2 separate regions of the Sus scrofa genome follow, and region 2 is linked to region 1. The links are chromatin contacts, called in public HiChIP or PLAC-seq maps. All regions are on one chromosome and are shown on one strand. The core of a region is the stretch at or near the end of the contact, and the rest is flanking DNA. Distances in the headings are between cores, read along the strand shown.

Region 1 (2,700 bases), core at 190-2,689:
TTACTCAGTGAGGCCACTAAGAAGTTTACCACATGGGTCAGCTATAAGCAAGAACGAAAGCCCCCCACCCCACCCCCTGCCCCCTGCCTGCTCGCCTTCGCACACAAGAGGGAAGGACACAGGTGTGTATGGAACCAGACCTGACTTCTACCTTTTTGTTTTCTTGAATGATGGTTTCTTTTTTCTATTTTAAAATTTTATTGGCTCACAAGATTAATAACCTAGTATACTGGAATTTACATTTAATAATTTGATATTTCATGTTTATATTTACAGTGATATTTACTTTAAAAGTGTGGAAGAGTGGTTGAAGAGCAAAAAGAAGATCTACTTCCGGAACTTTAGATGACATATCAAACCAGGTTATCATTCCAAAACATAAAATAGGAGTTCCTGCTGCGGCACAACAGTGCTGGGACACTTAACCCTGGCCCAGGACCTGGGTTAAGGATCCGGTGTTGTCGCATTTGGAACTGCAGCTCGGATCTGATCCTGGCCCAGCTCCATATGACGTGGAGCAGCCAAAAAGGGGGAAAAAAATAAGGAAATACATGAAAAAAAAGTTGTTTTTCTTCTAATCCTAAGTGGGGCAGTAAGGGGATAAACCTGTAGTTGCATTTCACTAGGTTCTGACAGATAAAACTCATAGAATACAAGAATTTTATAGCTGGAAGACACCTTACTCCTGTAGCCTGGGGGGCTAGCTCCAGTCCCCACAATTGTTCTGTTAGCTCAGAATGTTAGAAATGGAAGGAACATTCAGAAATCTGGAGATTTCACTAATGATGCATTCTCCAGGGCCACAGACCCCACGCCTCCCTGAAGTCTCTCACCAGCCCTGCTTCCCTTCCTTACAGGTCATCTGGTATTTATTCTAAAAGTTCAAAATGTCTGAGCGAACCAGATGCGTTTATTTTTGTTGATCTGCAAGAAGCAAAGCTGAAGTAGGCAGGGAGTATGGAGGTGGCGCGAACGGTCATTTTACTACTTGCGAAATTGAGAATGAGGTTTAGGACCAGCCACTCCTCTCCCATAAAGATGTATTCTCGGAGTTCCCATTGTGGCGCAGCGGAAACGAATCCGACTAGGAACCATGAGGTTGCCGGTTCGATCCCTGGCCTTGCTCAGTGGGTTAAGGATCCAGAATTGCTGTGAGCTGTGGAGTAGGCCGGCAGCTGTAGCTCCAATTTGCCCTCTAGACTGGGAACCTCCATATGCCTCAGGTGTGGCCCTAAAAACCAAAAAAAAAAAAAAAAAAAGTATTTTCCGTAAACTGCCACACTGGGGCCACTGCTGATTAATTGAGAACACTGGCTGTCCCCAAGAAAAGATTTAATATAAACTATTTGGAAAGAGAAGTGGCAAAATGGCTATCCTCTCTGCTCTCTCATTCTACCCACAGGGATACCACTGAGCCACGAGATGATGACGCAGTTACTGATGAGCTCCACTGCCCCGGTGGCATCCCAGGCCTAGCCGTCAGAGAGAGAAGAGGAAGAGGGAGGGAGGGAGAAGGAAGTGGAAGCAGGGGTGGGGGGGGTGGAGGAAGGGTAGAGGAGGGGGAGGAGGAGAAGTTTTCTCAACTAGCAAGACTTTTGGTGGTACTAAGAGCTAGACTGATTTATCCAGGCTAAGTTTATTTATTATTTATTTATTTATTTATTTATTAATTATTATTTTGTCTTTTTTTAGAGCCACACCCGAGGCACATGGAGGTTCCCAGGTTAGGGGTGGAAATGGAGCTACAGCTGCTGGCCTACGGCACAGCCACAGCAACTTGGAATCCGAGCTGCATCTGTGACCTACACCACAGCTCATGGCAACGCCAGATCCTTAACCCACTCACTGAGCGAGGCCAGGGATCGAACCCACGTCCTCATGGATACTAGTCGGATTCATTAACCACTGAGCCACGACAGGAACTCCTATCCAGGCTAATTTTATAAGGAACCTGGGTCCCAATGATACTATCTGCGCAACAGTGTAAAGCTCTACTCTTGTTAGTCCAAAAAATGATCTTGGTCCCACGTTTTCAAGTACTCTTATGACTAAATTCAGATCAGCTCCTGACGAAAGAGTAAACAAGGAGAGTCCAAAATGATCAAAGGGCAGGAAAGCCAAAAAATACATATATATAAATGATGCATCTAATTCTAGAAGCAGACTGCTGAAAGAAACCATTGGAACCACCGCTTACTCAGAATAACACATGGTATAATTTAGAGGGTGACTGTTTCTCTTAATTGCAAAGGAAATAGGTGTAAACATGGAATGCCCTGTTTACATACAGCACAGGTTCTAAAGTTAGGTTCATATCAAGCATTGCAGATTGGCCATTTTGTTTCTCACTCAAACCTGGAAAAAGCAGAATATAATTCTTTCCTTGCTGTATGTAAACTTACATGATTTTTAAAACCTCAAGCTAAATCATAACATTGGGAGGACAATTCTACATATTGCATTAGCCTTTATTCAAGTACAAAAATAACTGCACAGTTTCCCTGCTACTGCTCTGAGGTAAAACAATAACAATGAGCAACACACCCAGACTCTTCTTTGGCAATTCTCTAAGATCAAACAACTTGGGTTTCCAACTATTCTGAACAGAGCCAAGAAACTGATAATGCAACATCTGCACTCAGCCTGCTTGAGTTTGCATACCCCATCCTCCAATTACTAACTGTGGACCGTGGCTAATTC
Region 2 (2,700 bases), core at 18-2,517, 160 kb after region 1:
TATTTCTTCATAACTAGACTTAGGTGATGACTTTCTGGCAGGAATACTGTATAAGTGAGGTTGTTTGCTTGTCAATGTAACATTCAGGACAAATACAGTATCAGCATTTTACATTTTTGAAAATGTCAACTTTGATTACTTGGTTAAAGTGATGTCTTCCATGTTTATCCTCCCTAAAAGCACTATTTTCCTTTTTGTAATTAATAAGCTACTTTGAAATTATGTAGCTATCTTGTTCTTCATTAACTTTCAACCCAATAGTTTCGGCATCCATTGACAACTTTCTCTGAATCAATTATTGTAGTAGTTGCCAAACGGTGATTTTCTATCTCCATAATTCCTTCTACACGAGATTCTCCTGCAAGAGAATTTTTCCTTCTTCCCTATCGATTTATTTATTATCAGAAGAAACACATCTATTTATTGAATCTCAGTGTAATCTTTCCTCACTGATCAGCATTGCTGCCTCTGACATTTGTCAAGTTTCCATATGTTCGTGAGTCTTTCTGGGCTCTCTTTTGTTCAATGATCCTTTGGCCTTTCCTGTTCCAAAACAGCATTAAGTAATATGGTTTCATCATTAGTTTCAATGTCTGATTGGCCAAGTTTCCTCTTTTTACTGAAGAGTTCCTGGGATATTTTTCCTTTTCCATGCAAATATCAGAATCAACTGTCATTTTTCACAAAACTTCTGTTGATATTTTGATTAGGATAACATTAACTCTGTAGGTCAATTTGGGGACAATAACTTTTTTTAAAAAAATTGAGCCTTTCTTTCCATGAACATAGCATATTTCTCCATTTACTTAGGTATTTTGAGTGTATTTTAAAAATGTTTTGTGTTTTTTTTTTTTCTGTACATGCCTTATACATACATCTTTTATTAGATTTAATTTTAGATAACTTATTTTTGAGTTATTTTTAATATAGTCTCTTTCTAAATTACGTTTTCTACTTATGTGTTGTTACAGAAATGTTTTCTGAGTACTTGTTAAATTTAACAGAAATACAACTGAATTTTGCATATTGACCCTATGGTAAATTCTTATTACTTCTCAAAAGAGACCTTTTAGATTTTTTACATAAACTTATAACTTTTGTGAAATAATGCAGTCCTTTGTCTTCCTTTTCAACCATTTTGGCTTTGATTTATCATTCTTGTCTTTCAGTGTGAGATTAATAAAATGGGTAGGAGACGGCTCACAGTCCTGGGCTTCACCATCCAAAATCCATGCTGGGTCCCCACTACAGTTTGGCACCATCTAGTGGTGATTGTTCACTCCAGTTTACATATTGATGGGAAGTATTCAGGGTCTGTAGCGACTGGATATCACAAAAGTATCAGTGATTCCAGGAAATTCTTGGCTAGATGGCAACAGTTTTGTTGGCTCAGTTTGGAAATATTGAATTGGGAGATCACTGAACAAGCAGGATTCAAACTCTACCTCCCCTTTGGGTTTTGTGCTTTTTTCATGTTAAGTTCCTCCCCTACCCCTATCATATTCCATTCCCTGTCCTCAGGAAAACAACTTTATTCTCCTTCCTCTGTTCTACCTGTGAGGTTAGGTGGTGGATGGGAGCAAATCATTCATTCTATAATCTCAGAATTCATGACATCTGGGTGTGTTTCACAGGGTTTTACTGTATTTATTTGTGCATTTTTCTCTCTCCTTCCATTATAGTAAAATAGTAACTACAAAAGATTGAGGATTTTTATGTTTCATTCACAGCCATATTTCCAATGAATAAATAGACATTTTCTTAGCATTCAGGCACCCAAGAACATTCATTGGATAAAATGAGCAAATGGATATTGAAATATTCCATTACACAGTAGATTTGTTAATTTCTTCCTGTAATTCTACCAACTATTGCTTTAAGTTTTCTTTTTTAAGCACCTGTGGCATGTGGAAGATCCTGGGCAAGGGACTGCACCCAAGCCACAGCAGCACCTCAAGCCACTGCAGTGACAATGCAGGATCTTTAACCCGCTGTGCCACAAGGGAACTCTGCTTTAAATTTTTAAGGCTTTTGGGAGTTCCCATTGTGGTTCAACGGGTTAAGAGCCCAACATAGTATCTACGAGGATGTGGGTTTGATCCTTGCTCAGTGGGTTAAGGATCTGGCATTGCTGCAAAATACGGCATAGGCTGCAGATGCACGCTGGATCTGGCGTTGCAGTGGCTGTGGACTAAGCCAGGAGCTGCAGCTCCGATTTGACTCCTAGCCTAGGAACTTTCATATGTCACAGGTACAGCCATAAAAATTTTTTAGGGTTTATTTTTATTAGATGCACACAAAATTAAAATTGTTGTGGCCTTTTGATGAACTCAGTCTTCCTTAATAATTTAGTTTTTTGGGTTTGGGTTTTCGTATTTGGTCAAAAACCTAATTTCAAGGCACTGCACTAAGCCATCCTGTGGATCAGTGTCTTGCTTCAATAGTGTTTGGACCAGGAGTTCCCATTGTGGGTCAGTGGTAAAGAACCTGACTTGTATCCATGAGAATGTGGGTTCCACCCTGGCCTTTCTCAGTGGGTTAAGGATCCAGCATTGCTGTGAGCAGAGGTATAGGTCACAGACATGGCTCAGACCTGGTGTTGCTGTGGCTGTGGTGTATGTAGGTTGGCAGGTGCACCTCCCATTTGACCCCCAGGTTGGGAACTTCCATATGCCACATATGTGGCCCTGAAAAGAAAAA

The links. HiChIP or PLAC-seq counts read pairs in DNA pulled down with a chosen protein or histone mark.
Region 2: an H3K27ac HiChIP or PLAC-seq map of alveolar macrophages shows a contact between it and region 1, with 7 times the contacts expected there. The contact joins two enhancer-like sites. A contact is called at or near these places in 2 of 5 promoter capture datasets (fetal skeletal muscle and liver), 29 of 47 Hi-C or Micro-C datasets (adipocytes, adipose tissue, alveolar macrophages and 17 more) and 2 of 2 datasets of contacts at active chromatin or transcription factors (alveolar macrophages and skeletal muscle).

Annotation. Positions count from the first base shown.
Region 1 is chr8:114,059,917-114,062,616 of Sscrofa11.1, forward strand. The region is part of intron 4 of SGMS2 (phosphatidylcholine:ceramide cholinephosphotransferase 2); the gene reads right to left. Among named protein-coding and RNA genes, the nearest start is that of MIR9843, 49 kb to the right of the region's middle. Within about 2 kb of position 1,440, at least 2 of the 83 cell types and tissues checked have an H3K27ac peak or open chromatin away from gene starts, as enhancers often do. A contact at or near this core is called in alveolar macrophages, where this site is marked.
Region 2 is chr8:114,217,969-114,220,668 of Sscrofa11.1, forward strand. No RefSeq gene overlaps it. Among named protein-coding and RNA genes, the nearest start is that of PAPSS1, 33 kb to the right of the region's middle. Within about 2 kb of position 1,268, at least 5 of the 83 cell types and tissues checked have an H3K27ac peak or open chromatin away from gene starts, as enhancers often do. A contact at or near this core is called in alveolar macrophages, where this site is marked.